3 separate regions of the Pan troglodytes genome follow, and all the other regions are linked to region 2. The links are chromatin contacts, called in public HiChIP or PLAC-seq maps. All regions are on one chromosome and are shown on one strand. The core of a region is the stretch at or near the end of the contact, and the rest is flanking DNA. Distances in the headings are between cores, read along the strand shown.

Region 1 (4,940 bases), core at 952-3,451, 350 kb before region 2:
GAGCAGGAGGATCACTTGAGCTCAGGGGTTTAAGACCAGCCTGGGCAACAAAGTGAGTCTCCGGTTTCAATGAATAATACAAAAAATTAGCCGGGTGTGGTGCTACTGTAGTAGTCCCAGCTACTCAGGAGACTGAGGTGGGAGGATGGCTTGAGCCCTGAGAGGTCAAAGCTGCAATGAGCCATATCGCACCACTCCACTCCAGCCTGGGCAAAAAAGCAAGACCCTGTCTCAAAAAAAAAAAAAAAAAAAAAAATCAGAAATATGGTTAGAGCTCTCACCAAGTGGCAGCCGGGTGATCTAGAAAGAGCGTGGCACTGGGATGCACGCACAGGCTAGGTTCATTCTGGATCTACCATGTGGTGAATCAGAGGAGAAATAAGACTCCACTCAGACACTCAGTGGAAGGAGGCAAATGGTGCCAATACTAAGAACAAACAAACAGCTAACATTTCCCAGCCCTCACTATGTGCCTGCCAGGCATCGGCCTAAGCACTGCAAATGGCATCAGACTGAGGGCGGCTCCTCCTGCCCCTATACACACATCCTCCCCTCCGGCCACACCTGCCTCCTCCAGCACCCGCGGCATTGCCAAAACACATTTGCCTTTCCACACCCATGCCCACTGCCCTGATGCCCTTGCCCCTTGTACTCTTCCTGGCAAACTCCTATCCGTTCTTTCTTCACGGGGTCCCTCCCAGGAAGGGGTCACTCTGGGCTCCCCAGCCATCTCTAGAACTGGAGCTTCCTGGAGTGGGTTAGTGTCCATTTCTCTCCAATAGCCTCCGACAGAGCCTCCCACAGAGAGGGCAGTGAGACCCTGTACCACCCCAATCCCTCATCCCCCTGAGGGAGCTGCCAAGGCTTCCGGGCACTGCCACCCTTGTGAGGTGCCCTTGTGAGTACCACAAAGTACTCAGAGCAAAGTCCGGGGCCCCGAGCAGGCTGGCATGTGCAAAGGAGGAAGCAGATAGTGTGCTGGGTCCAAACTCTGATTTTGGACTGTGCCAGGGAGTGCCAGGCGGTAAGAACAGAATTTCTGCAGATCAGGCCCGTCAAGGGCACCTGGAGGGCACAGGTGGGGACAGGAGCTGCACAATGCCAGATCCCAGTGTTTTTTGTGCTCCAGAGAGGGGCTAGCCAAGTCATTCCAGGCAAGACCAAGTCATCCAGGCGTCAGTGAGGGTGCTGGCTACCTCCCGGAAGAGAAGAGAGACGAACAGAAGAGAAGACGAGAGAAAAGTTGTCCGGAGCTAGACGTGCCTAAGGAGCCTGGTGTTCCCAAGGCTGCGAGGTGAACAGGGGTGGGGGCGGTGGGGGGGACAAAACTTTGGGTGCTGCCCCGGGCCAGGGAGAGCGGGGCGGTGCACGGCTGTGGACAGGCTCAGCTCTGCACCGTGCAGGGGGAAGATCAGGGGCCACTGTTACCTCTGCAGTCGCTGCCGCCCAGCCCGAGCCCCAGGCCGCCAAGGATGGTCTCGGACTGGCCCTCGCTGTACACGAAGGCCGTGTCTATCTCGGTGTGGCCGCGCTCCAGGAAGGCGCGCGTGACTGCGGCGCTGGTGGGCGCGTCCATGCGGCGCCCCATCTCCATGGCGCCCAGCACCGTGGCTGGCCCGGCCCGCGACAGCTGCCGGGACATGATGGCGGCAACGGGAGACTGCGACAGCCCAGGAGCGGCGCGCAGCGGTCGGAAGCACCAGGCTCGGAGCGGGCGGCCCCGTGGCTTTAGAGACGGGCTCGGGCCCCGCCCACCGGGGGGTGCAGCTGAGGGCGCGGCCGAAGGTGCCCGACGCCGCCCACGAGCTCGACTCCACGCTCGGCTACTAGGACCTTCTGCACTTGCACCGAGCAAGCGGCGAAATGGCTGTGGCTTCGTACCGGTGACTCGCGTCTTGGAGATTTTAACACTCCTCAACGTCCCCAAGGGTGAGGGGGTCCAAGGGTGGCGACTATCCCAAAAGGCGGGGACTCTTCGGGCCTCCCTGCCCCGTCGTCCCTCCTTCCTCGGCCTTGCCCCGGAGCTGTCCTGGGTTTCTGTCTCCTCCCGGAGGGAGCGCTTACGGGGTGGGGTGGACCTAGGGCTGTCGCGCCTGCCGTGTGGTCCTGGAGAATGAGGCTTACCAAAGGCTCAAGACAGCGTCCCCATGGAGTGACATGGTTAAAGTGTTGAAAGAAAAGAACTGTTGGCATTGAATTCTGTACCTAAGTGAAAAAAAACTGACTGGCTCTGGTGACTTAACGCCTGTAATGCCAACACTTTGAGAGATCAAGGCAGGAGGATCACTTGAGCCCAGGAGTTTGAACCCAGCCTGGGCAACATAGGGAGGCCCTGTCTCAAAAGAAAAAAAAAAAGATAGAAAAATGGACCAGTGCCCAGCGGCAGTGAGCTGTGATAGCTCTACTGCACTCCACCCTGGGTGACAGAGGGCAAATCTGTCTCCAAATACAAAAGAAAAAAAAGACCAATAGACAGATGGAACAAATGAAAAACCAATAGTAAAATTGATTTAAACCCAATCATATCAATAATTACATAAATATAAATGATGTAAATGCTCACAAGTAAAAGGCAGTGATTGTTAGAATGGATAAAAAAGCAAAACCGAACTATATGGTAAATACCAGAAAGCTATTCAAATATAAAAGCAGAGATAGTTTAAGAGCAAAAAGATGGGAAAAGACATACACTGACGAAACTAAATTTTAAGAAGTTGGAATGGCTAAGTGAATATCAGACAAAGTAGATTTCAAAACAAAGAATACTGGCCCACACAGTGGGCGACATACTAGCCCACACCTGTAATCTTAGCACTTTGGGAGCCTGAGAAGGGAGGATTGCTTAAGTCCAGGAGTTTGAGACTAGCCTGGGCAACACAGGGAGATCTTATCGCTACAACAAAATTTTAAAAATTATCAAATTGTGGTAGCATGCACCTGTGGTCCCAGTTACTTGGGAGGCAGAGGTGGGAGAATCATCTAAGCCTGGGAGGTCGAAGCTGCAGATTGAGACCCTGTCTCAAAACAGCAACAACAACAACAACTACCAAAGACAAAGAGGGACATACCATAATGACAAAGAGGTCAATTAATAAAGAAGATATAATTCTAAATATATATGCACCTAAGCATAGATCATCAAAATACATGAAAAACAATAATAGAACTAAAGAAGTAGATAAATACAAAATTATAATTGGAGATTTCAACACACAATCCTCAATAGTTGTAGAACAGTTATCAGTCATAATTTACGGAAACTCCGTAAAGGTATACAAGACTCAATGCTATGAACCAATTCCACATAAACAACATGAATGGAATATCCAACAACAGCAGGATATGCATTCTTTTCAAGTGCCCATCCACCAAGATATACCATATTTGGAGGCATAAAACAAGTCTTAACAAATGTAAAAGAGGCTGGGAGCGGTGGTTCACGCCTGTAATCCCAGCACTTTGGGAGGCCAAGGCAGGTGGATTAACTGAGGTCAGGAGTTTGAGACCAGCCTGGCCAACACAGTGAAACCCCGTCTCCACTAAAAATACAAAAATTAGCCAGGCGTGGTGGCGTGCCCCTGTAATCTCAGCTACTCAGGAGGCTGAGGCAGGAGAATCACTTAAACCTGGTTGGTGGAGAGTGCAGTGAGCCGAGATCAGGCCATTGCACTCTAGCTTGGGCAACAGAGTGAGACTCCATATTAAAAATAAATAAATAAATAAATAAATAAATTTGAAAGGCTTCCAATCATACAAAGTACATCTCTGAACACGATGGAATTAAACTAGAAAATAATAACACAGGCTGGGCACGGTGGCTCACACCGTTAATCCCAGCACTTTGGGAGGCCGAGGTGGGCAGATCACTTGAGGTCAGAAGTTCAAGACCAGCCTGTCCAATATGGTGAAACCCCGTCTCTACTAAAAATACAAAAAAATTAGCCAAGCATTGTGGTGTGTGCCTGTAATCCCAGCTACTCAGGAGGCTGAGGCAGGAGAATTGCTTGAACCTGGGAGGCAGAGGTTGCAGTGAGCCAAGATCGCACCACTGCACTCCAGCCTGGGTGACAGAGAAAGACTCTACCTCAAAAAAAAAAAAAGAAAGAAAGAAAGAAAAGAAAAGAATAACAGAATTTAGAGCCTGAGAGGGAACTGAAAATAAGTAAATAAGTTAACAAATAGAAGAAAAAGGAAAAATAGAAAATAATAATGGAATGATATCTGGAAAATCCCCACATATTTAGAAATTAAATAACCCATGGGTCAAATATGTAATCACAAGGAAAATTAGATCATATTTTGAACTGAATGAAAGTAAAAACAGGACATATCAAATTTTCTGAGATGCAGCCACAGTAGTGCTATGAGGGAAATTTATAGCACCACTTTGACATATTACAAAAGAAGAAATATTTCAAATCAATAATGTAAGCATTTACTTTTTTTTTTTTTTGAGACACAGTCTCACTCTGTCACACAGGCTGGAGAGCAGTGGTGCAATCTCAGCTCCCTGCAACCTCAGCCTCCTGGGTTCAATCAATTCTCATGTCCCAGTTTCCTGAGTAGTTGGAATTACAGGCATGCACCACCATGCCCGGCTAATTTTTGTATTTTTAGTAGAGAAGGGGTCTCACCATGTTTGCCAGGCTGGTCTTGAACTCCTGGCTTCAAGGGATCCTCTCGCCTCAGCCTCCCAAAGTGCTGGGATTACAGGTGTGAGCCACTGCACCGGCCGAGGCTTGTACTTTAAGAAACCACAAAAGGAAGAGTCAAGTAAAACCAAAATTAGCAGAAGAAAGGAAATAATAAAAATAATAGCCAAAATAGGCTGATGTGGGAGAATCGTTTGAACCCGGGAGGCAGAAGCTGCAGTGAGCCAAGATCACTCCTCTGCACGCCAGCCTGGGAAACAGAGCAAGACTCCATCTCAAAGAAAAAAA
Region 2 (4,596 bases), core at 1,544-4,043:
TCCCTGATTAGGGGGTTGGTGTTGTTCTTGAACCTCCCCGTGTTTGAGAGATGGTGGGCTGCCCTGTCAAGGGCACTGGCTGGAAGCTGTGGCTTCTACTCCTGGCTCTATGTGTGATCTGACCAGCTCATCAGGCTCCACAATTAGCTTTCTGCAATGGGGGAGTGGATTCTTACAACATGTAGAACTCTACTTTCTACCCTGCTCAGGGTCTGCATGAAAGATGGTGGGGGTAAGCTTTGGCTGCAAAATGGTAAATATTTCCTGAGTGTCTACTGTGTACAGTGCAGTGAGGCTGGTTTCTGCCGTACATGGTATACAGTTATCCAACAGACATTAGCTGGCATGGGCTTTTACTGTGTGACTTTAGGCGAGTTACTTAACCTTTCTCTTGACGTTCCTTTTTTCACTTTTTATTTATTTTTTTGAGACAAGGCCTTGCTGGAGTGACAAGCTCATTAGGTTCCACAATTAGCCTTCTGCAATGTTGTCCAGGCTGGAGTACAGTGGCACAATCATAGCTCACTGCAGCCTCAAACCCCTGGGATCAAGTGATCCTCCAGCCTCGGGATTTTTTTCACTTTTATTATTTTATTTGTTTGTTTGTTTATTTATTTATTTATTTATTTGAGATGGAGTCTCACTCTGTCTCCCAGGCTGGAGTGCAGTGGTGCGATCTCGGCTCACTGCAACCTCCGCCTCTCAGGTTCAAGTGATTCTCCTGCCTCAGCCTCCCGAGTAGCTGGGACTACAGGCACACGCCACCACACCTGGCTGATTTTTGTATTTTTAGTAGAGAGAGGGTTTCACCATATTGGCCAGGCTGGTCTCGAACTCCTGACCTCAAGTGATCCTCCTGCCTTGGCCTCCCAAAGTGCTGGGATTACAAGCATGAGCCACTGCGCCTGGCACTTTTAAAACAGAGACAATACTTACCTCATAGGTTTATTGGGAGAGTGGCAACAGCTTGCAATGGGATGAGGCACATGGTAAGGTGCTCAATATGTGTGAACTATTATAACGGTCATAGTTACCATTAAGGGAAGACCTATCTGTGCTACATTAATGGGGGATAATAATTACTTTATTTGCTGGGCGTGGTGGTTCATGCCTATAATCCCAACACTTTGGGAGGCCGAGGCGGGAGGATAACTTGAGGCCAGGAGTTGGAGACCAGCCTGGGCAACATGGCAAAACCCCATCTCTACTAAAAATACAAAAACTAGCTGGGCGTGGTGGTGGGCATCTGTAATCCCAGCTACTCGGGAGGCTGAGAATTGCTGGAACCCGGGACGCAGAGGTTGCAGTGAGCCGAGATCACGCCATTGCATTTCAGCCAGGGCAACAAGAGCAAAATTCTGTCTCTAATAATAATAATAATAACAACAACAACAACAACAACAACAACAACAACTTCATTCAACCAAATACATTGTACATCTCACCTGGCCTGCCCATAAGCAATGGAGACACTGAAATAAACACGATTCCTGCCCTCAAGGTCTAATGGAGGAAAGAGATGTACACAGCTATTCTAGAGGGAAATTGACATGAACAGAAGTTCTCATCCTGTGCTCCAGGATCACACTGGAGGAGGGAGATGCTCCCAGAGGGTCTTGGGAAGGCTTTCCAATCTGGAGCTGGAAGAATGTTTGCCAGAGATGAAAGGAGGGGAAGGGAATTCCGGGCAGAGGGAAGGGCGCAGGCAACAGCTAGGAGGCGCAGATGCAGGCTGGGTGTGGAGGGTGCGAGTAGGCTGGAGTACACCAGGGAGTTCCCAGCAGGCCACTAGGAGCCACCCAGGATGCTCGGCAACCTCATGAGTCAGATGAGCAGGGCTGTGTCTATCTGGAAGTTTCCAGCCAAGCTAGGTAAAACACATGGACACAGGTAACTATGCTGTAAAGCAAAATCCCCAAGTCCTACAATCGTGTCCCAGTGGTGTCCCTGGGCCACCACTTTCCAGAAGCAAAGTTATTTTCTCACCCCGTTGTTAAGCACACAGAATAGAGAAGGTACGGCCGCAATCCACCCAAGTGTCCACTGATTAGATAGGAACCCCCGAGGTGAGGCTGGAAGCTGGGGCCAGGAGCTCCACTCTTCCCAGGAGTCAGAGAAGTGAGTTCATTTGCTGGCTTTTTAGTTCCTAATAGTCCCTGGGGCTTTTCGGGATGCTTAAGCCAAGGGCGTGGGGCCGAGAGCGACACTAGGATAACACTAGGCAAGGCTGAGCAACCCAGGCTACCAACAGCACGGACTTGAACCGGGTCGCATGCCGGAGCGGACGGGATGGGGTGCACCGCAGAACTGCGGACTCCTGGTGCCGGGACGCGGCGGGCTGGGGCGCCCCACTCTCGGGGCAAGTCTGCAATGCCCGGTGCCCACAAAAAGGACACATCCATCTTTGTCACCCTGAGGCCTGGCACGGCCTGACGGCCCAGGCTCGGTAAAAGTCGGGCGGAGAGAGTGGAAGCGCAGAGAAACCCGGGGAGGGCGCTTAAGAACGGGCCAGGGCGCCCGGCTGGGCTGCCCTGCCTCTCGGGCGCCGGCCAGGCGTCCCGGCCGCCCCACCATGCCGTCGGAGCGCGCCGAAGCTCAGCCCGGGGCGGGCGGGCCGGGAGAGGGCCCGGGGCCCCTGCCGCTGCGGCGCCCCCTCCTGCGCACCCGGAGGGAGAGGCCGCGCGCGCCCGCCCGCTCTTTCTGCGCGCGGCCCTCCCCGCTGCCCCCGCCCTCGCGCCCTGTTTGGAGGGAGCCACCCTGACGTCGGAGCCGCTCCCCCGCGCCGCGCGCCCGCCCGGGGCCGCAGACAGCGCGCAGCGCAGCCCAGCCGAGCGTCGCGGGGCCGCCCCCAGCCCTGCCGGCCGCCTCGCCGAGCCTCCTGGGGCGCCCGGGCCCGCGACCCCCGCACCCAGCTCCGCAGGACCCGGCGGGCGCGCGCGGTAAGTCCCGCCCGGGCCGGCATGCGGGCGCCCGGCTTCCAGAGGCTTCGGTCGCGGGGGCAGTGCCGCGCCCCCAGCCCGGAGCTGCGTCCCCCGGCGCGTCCGGCGGCCGCGGGCACCGGGTGGAGGCGCCGCCGCCGAGCTCAGGAGCCCTGGGGGACCTGGCGGGCGCCTCCGGACGCCGGCGCTGGGGACGTGGGCGCGGCACGGGGTGGCCGGGGGGCACCGCCGCGTCCGGAGCCCGTCCCCAGACTCGCCCCGGGGTTCCGTTTCTGGATCGGAGTTTCCGCGGCCGGGAGAGAGAGGGAGCGAGGGAGGGAGATGCGTGGCCGGGCGGGCCGGGCTCGCATGTCCCCCGGCCGTGCCCGGGCCTCGCCGCGCCGCGCCTCTCGGCTCTGGACGTTTCCGCCTCCCGCGGCCCCCTCTGCTTCGGTCCCCACGTCCGTGTGTCTGTCTCTCCGTCGCCGTTTCCGCCGCTCACTTTCCCCTGGTCTGCCCGTCTCTTTCCGTTCCCCGCCTGCCTCCGTGTTCGGCTGCCCGCGTTTGTGTCTCTGCCTCTGGCTTTTCTCTCCCTCTCTCTGTCTCTGCGCTGCCCTCTGTGGGGGGCTCGCCCTGTGTCTGCGCCTCTCCCTGATCCCCCGCCCTCCGATCCAGACGATCCCCCCAGTGTCGGAGGCTCGCCTTCCCCCAGCGGGGTTCACGAATAGTTTCCTAGACCGGGTGCGGCAAACCCTCCCTCTGCCTCCCGCCGGCCCCGAGGCCTGGCCCGGGTCATCTCCCTGGAATTGAGTCTGGGGCAGGGAGAGCCAGCCTTTCCGGGGGCTCGGTTTTCTTAAGAATTCCACCCCCGCGAGGCCAGCTGGACGACAGGCCCTGCTGCGGGCCACCTGCCCGGCCCGCTCCCAGGGCGGGGCGATTCTGATCGTTTACAAGCGGCGGCAAAGGGGGCAGCCGCCTGCCTTGGCGTGGCCGGAGGTTGGCGGGCATCAAGGGAGAAGGCCACACTTCCAGGCTTTCGGAGGCCCTCGCTCCCCAAGCTGGACGCCACCAGCCTGTAACTAGGGGCACCCCAGGAAAACAGAGGTCAGGGCTGGAGGCCAAAGACCGGGCGCTGGCGGGGAAGCAATTTGTCAACAAGGAGCCCCTCACCCTTTGTTACTGCGGAATGGGGCCTCCCTAGACTCCCCCAGATGCTGGGACTGCTTGGGCGTGGTTTGCCTTGAGTTGGGGCCAAAGAAAAAGCGAGGCTGCAGCGTTTCCTCGGTGACCCCCACCCCTCTCCACCCACCCCTGCAAGCTGGACCTCTCTCCCGGGCCTGTGTTTTGGAGGGGTGGACAGGGGAGTAGGTGTTCTGCATCGGCCGGGGATATCGCCTCATTATTTTAAAGTGAAATTTCAGGCTGAGTTTAGCTGCTTCCCCCCACCCACAACCCCAAGGGTCGGAGGCTGCCGGAGCGGGCAGGGTTGTTGGTGAGGTCTGCAGTGGAACTTCTGCTGAGCAGATGTGCAGCCTGGCCCTGCAGCAGCTCATTAGCATGGATTTGTTTTGGAGGCTGTTTTTGGTTTGCGGGCAGGAGGGTCTGCGGTAAGGAGGGCCGTGGCCTGGGTTGGGGGGCTGGCACAGAGGTGGCCAGGGCTGGAAGGTGCAGGCAGGCC
Region 3 (4,637 bases), core at 762-3,261, 390 kb before region 2:
CTTGAGCCCAGGTGTTCAAGACCAGCCTGGGCAACATGGCAAAACCCCGTCTCTACAAAAAATACAAAGAAACTAGAGAGGTGTGCACCAGTAGTCCCAGCTACTCAGGAGGCTGAGCTGGGAGGGTCACTTGAACCTGCAAGGTCAAAGCTGCAGTGAGCCACGATAGTACTGCACTCCAGCCTGGGCTAGAGAATGAGTCCCTGTCTCAAAAAATTTTAAAAAGTCTTGGCTGGGCGCAGTGGCTCCCGCCTGTAATTTCAACACTTTGGGAGGCCTAGGCGGGTGGATTACCTGAGATCGGGAGTTTGAGACCAGCCTGACCAACATGGAGAAACCCTGTCTCTACCAAAAATACAAAAATTAGCTGGGTGTGGTGGCGCATGCCTGTAATCCCAGCTACTCGGGAGGCTGAGGCAGGAGAATCGCTTGAACCCCAGAGGCGGAGGTTGTGGTGAGCCATGAGATCGCGCCATTACACTCCAGCCTGGGCAACAAGAGCAAAACTGTCTCAAAAAAAAAAAAAAAAAAAGTCTTAAACAGAGTCCTTTTCCCCCCTCATCAGCCTAACCTGGCCCTGGGCTCAGAGCAGAGCTGCCCAAGACACTAAGCAGTTAGGAAATGCCATTCATTCATTCATTCATTCATGAAAATAAAATTAAGAAAATTGCATATATCAAGTATTCTGCAAAATTAGATACACATATCACCCGATATATATGTGTAACATACATATATAACATTGTGAACAGTTGTGCACATCATTAAAAATGTAACTTATGTTTTATTTGTCACACTGTCTAGCATAACAGGTACTCAACATATATGCGAATCAACTTTTCCAAGACAGAAAATACTTCAGAGGAGGAGAAATCTGACCTGGGCCCTGAAGAATAAAGTGCAAATATTAATAATAACAGATAACGCTTAATGACTGCATTCAATGAGCCAGGCATTGTTCTAAGTAATTTAATGGGATTGTCTCATTCATTCTCACAAGTACTGTAAGAGATAACGGACTGTTAGTAAACCCATTCTACAGACAAAGAAACCAAGGCACAGAGTGGTTAAGTCACTTTCCCCAAGATCACACAAGTCTTAACTAGTAAAATTCAAACAAAAGCAAGCTACTCCAGGGCCTTAAGGAAGACGTGGGTGGGTGAATGAATGAATGAGTGAATGGCATATTCTAGCTGCTTAGTGTTTTGGGCAATCCTGCTGTGAGCCCAGGGCCAGACTAGGTTGATGAGAGGGGAAAAGGACTCAGTTAAGGACTTTTAAGACGAAAGCTCCTGTTCACATGCCTACAAGACACCAATTCGAGTAGGAATTAAAGTTCACTGACAGCTTGGCGACCTCTGACCCCTGGTAGACCAGAAACCTCACAGTCAAAAAAATCGAACCTGACGAGGGAGGACGGGATCAGTGATCTCTGACCGGCACCCCAAGCATTCCTGGATGGCAGGCCCGGCTTACACGCAAGGATCAGCTTAGAATGACCCCTAACACTTGGTTTAAGGCTCTGCTTCCAACGACTTTAAATCCTTAATAATTTTTTAACAAGGGGCCCCACGTTTTCATTTTGTCCTGGGTCCTGCAAATTATGCGGCCAATCCTGTTAAGTGACAACCTTTAGCAGGTGGGAGACAGGTACTGGGGAAACAGCCACTTATCTCTCAATATGTTCCACACGTACGCACCAATCAAACTTGCCCACTTGGTCTTCGTAGACCGCGGCCGCAGGAATCAGCAGCGTAGCCCAAAGCCAGAAACGAGAAGCCCACTCAGCCGCCATGATGCGAGCGCACGCACCACCCACCGCCGTCCCGGCATGCACCGCGCCGCGGGCTCCGCCTCCGCGGAACCACAGAGCTGGGATAGCGCGCGAGGCCCTCGGTCGGACGGGACGCTCGGGATTCAGGGACTGCCTCGGCACACGGGAAGTTGCCCTACAGGCGCGGGAGAAAGCGCAGGCGGCGGCTTGGCAGGGAGAGGCAGGCTGCAGTGCACATTGGGTCAGGCACACGCGAGGGGCAGCCCCCGAGGGCCGTCCCAGAGGCCCCCGCGCCGCCGGGGTCCTAACGGGGTGCACCGTCTTCCGCCGCACGTGGATTCAGCGCGATGCCCAAATCTAAGCGCGACAAGAAAGGTGGGCGAAGGGGGAGTCGGGACGCTGGGGGGAGCTCCGTAGGCTGGCTACCCAGCCTGCGGTGAGGGCTTCGGGGCGGCAGGGGCGCAGATTGGAACGCCAGGACATCCTCGAGGTGTTCCGCTGCCTCGCGAGCTGGAATGGGGGCTTCGGGGCTGTAAAACCGCCAGAGGTGGCTGACGCCCGGTCGGGTCTGGGGAGCGGAGACTCGTTTTGCCTAGTTTCAGGTGCTCTTGCAAGGCCAACTGGGTCGGGAGGCAGCTCCTGAACACCGCCCCCGGCTATGCCTGCTGCCGTTTCGGCCCACTTTTCCCAACTTCGGCCCTTTCTCATCTTCCTGCGCTCCCGCCACCCTGGCTGCCTTTCCCTTCTTTCAGCACAGGTTTGTTCCCGTGTCTGGCGTTGTGTGTCTGCGGTTGTTTCTGCCTGGCATGCTTACCTCTTCGTATGGTTTGCGCCTTCTTAGTTGTCAGTTAATAGGACCCCTCGGAGACAGGGTCTCGCTCTGTTGCCCAGGCTGGAGTGCAGTGGCGCGATCGTAACACTGCAGGCCGGATGCAGTGGCTCACGCCTGTAATCCCAGCACTTTGGGAGGCCGAGGCGGGCGAATCATCTGAGGTCGGGAGTTCCCGACCAGCCTGGCCAATATGGTGAAACCCCTTTTCTACTAAAAATACTAAAAATTAGATGGGCATGGTGGCAGGTGCCTGTAATCCCAGCTACTTGGGAGACTGAGGCGAGAGAATCGCTTGAACCCGGGAGGCGGAGGTTGCAATGAACCGAGATCGCTCCACTGTACTGCAGCCTGGGCACGACAGAGCGAGACTCCGTCTCAAAAATAAATAAATAAAATAAGTCACTGCAGCCTTGACCTCCCTGGCTTAAGCGATCCTCCCACCTCAACCTCCCGAGTAGCTGAGACTACAGGCGCACGCCACCACACCCAGCTAGGTTTTTTTGTTTATTTTTTATAGAGAAGACTCACAGTGTGTTGCCAAGCTGGTCTCGAACACCTGGGCTCCAACCACCCTCCCTAAGTGCTGGGATTACAGGCGTGAGCCACTACACCCGACTTGCGCACCTCTTAAGAGACCATTTTTGACCACCTTTGCTGTGGTGGCCTCTCTCTTAACCCGGCTCCCTGGAATATTCAGAAATATTTAGGGGTCTGGCACTTCTAGGCGTTAGAGGATACAGCAGTTACAAGGAAAGCCTATTTCTTATCGAGCCTAACGTTTTAGGAGAAACATATTCCGCAAAATGCTAAAAATCAGATTGAAAATGGGGTGAAGAAATGTTGATATTTTGTATAGTGTGGTCGGGAAAGGTCTCACTGATGAAGTGACAAATGAGCAGAAAATAAAGAAAGGAAGCGAGCAACCTGTGGAATTGAGCAGCTGTGGAATTATCTGGGAGAATGCTGTTCCAAGTAGAGGGAACCTGAAGTGAAAAGGCTCTGAAATGGGAGCAGATATGACGTGTTTGGGACAAGAGGCCAGTGAGGCTGGAGCAGAAGGAGCCAAATAGAGTTTGGGGAGGGAGTTAGGCAGAGAGGGCAGGACTTCCTCGGCCTTGGCAAGGCATTGGCTTTCCTGCCCAGGTGAAGTGGGTAGCAGAGGACCCATGTGATTTACCTTTACTTATGAAGGGTCACTCTGGTTGCCTTGGTGAGGATAGTTGGGGAAGACAGGGCAGAGGGCAGGAATGGAAGCAGTGAGACCAGCATTAATCCAAGACAGGGTGATGCTGGCTTGAGCCAAAGGTATAACAGTGGAAATGATGGGAAGTGGCCCGCTATATTTCGTTTGCCCTCCTCTGCTCCACTTACCATTGACTGATGTCATTGTCTTTGTCTGTGTGGTACCTAGTTAAGAGGGGCTGAGTGCGGGCAGGTTAAAGAAGAGAGGCCTGGGTCCCTTTGTGAAGGCGCCCGGGGCTTTGCAGTTGGAGTTCTGTTAAGTGTTTCTGGAACGATTTGATTCTGTGGAGGGGGCCTGGGTCAGGTCTGGCAAATGCCAAACTCTGTGGGTAGAGGGCAAATTGTGCCCCAGCCATTTTTACAGTAGAGGTACATGTTCCTCCCCAGAGAGGGGTTGCTGCGTCTTTGGGTCCAAATTGCAATACTGGGGTGCAGATACATATCAGGAGATTCAGTCCCCAGCCTCATGGTTGCACAGCATAGGCCAGCTAGAGTGGCCTCTGCATCATGGTCAAGAGCAGCAAGGGGCCAGGCATGGTGGCTCACACCTATGATTCCAACACTTTGGGAGACTGAGGTAGGCAGATCTCTTGAGCCCAGGAGTTCGAGACCAACCTGGGCAACATGGCAAAAGCCATCTCTGCAAAAAATACAAAACTCACCTGGGCATGGTGGTGCATTTCTGTGGTCCCAGCCAAAATTAGCAGGCCATGGTGGTGTGTGCCTGTAGTCCTGTGTGGGAGGATTGCCTGAGCCTAGGAGCTCAAGGTTGCAGTGAGCCCAGATCGT

Evidence for each region. HiChIP or PLAC-seq counts read pairs in DNA pulled down with a chosen protein or histone mark.
Region 1: an H3K4me3 HiChIP or PLAC-seq map of stem cell-derived excitatory neurons shows a contact between it and region 2, with 4 times the contacts expected there. The contact joins the promoter of AKR7A3 here to the promoter of NBL1 in region 2. A contact is called at or near these places in 1 of 7 Hi-C or Micro-C datasets (induced pluripotent stem cells) and 1 of 1 datasets of contacts at active chromatin or transcription factors (stem cell-derived excitatory neurons).
Region 3: a contact with region 2 is called in an H3K4me3 HiChIP or PLAC-seq map of stem cell-derived excitatory neurons, with 6 times the contacts expected there. The contact joins the promoter of MRTO4 here to the promoter of NBL1 in region 2. A contact is called at or near these places in 2 of 7 Hi-C or Micro-C datasets (induced pluripotent stem cells and stem cell-derived neural progenitor cells) and 1 of 1 datasets of contacts at active chromatin or transcription factors (stem cell-derived excitatory neurons).

Annotation. Positions count from the first base shown.
Region 1 is chr1:211,907,769-211,912,708 of NHGRI_mPanTro3-v2.0_pri, reverse strand. It overlaps AKR7A3 (aldo-keto reductase family 7 member A3), which reads right to left and starts at 2,201. Exons shown (of 7, transcript XM_016938180.3): 1 at 1,429-2,201. The coding sequence starts at 1,642.
Region 2 is chr1:211,557,615-211,562,210 of NHGRI_mPanTro3-v2.0_pri, reverse strand. It overlaps NBL1 (NBL1, DAN family BMP antagonist), which reads left to right and starts at 2,793. Exons shown (of 4, transcript XM_016939666.2): 1 at 2,793-2,939.
Region 3 is chr1:211,945,465-211,950,101 of NHGRI_mPanTro3-v2.0_pri, reverse strand. It overlaps MRTO4 (MRT4 homolog, ribosome maturation factor), which reads left to right and starts at 2,011. Exons shown (of 8, transcript XM_001158877.8): 1 at 2,011-2,149. The coding sequence starts at 2,122. EMC1 (ER membrane protein complex subunit 1) reads right to left here and starts at 1,843. Exons shown (of 23, transcript XM_001162981.6): 1 at 1,701-1,843. The coding sequence starts at 1,795.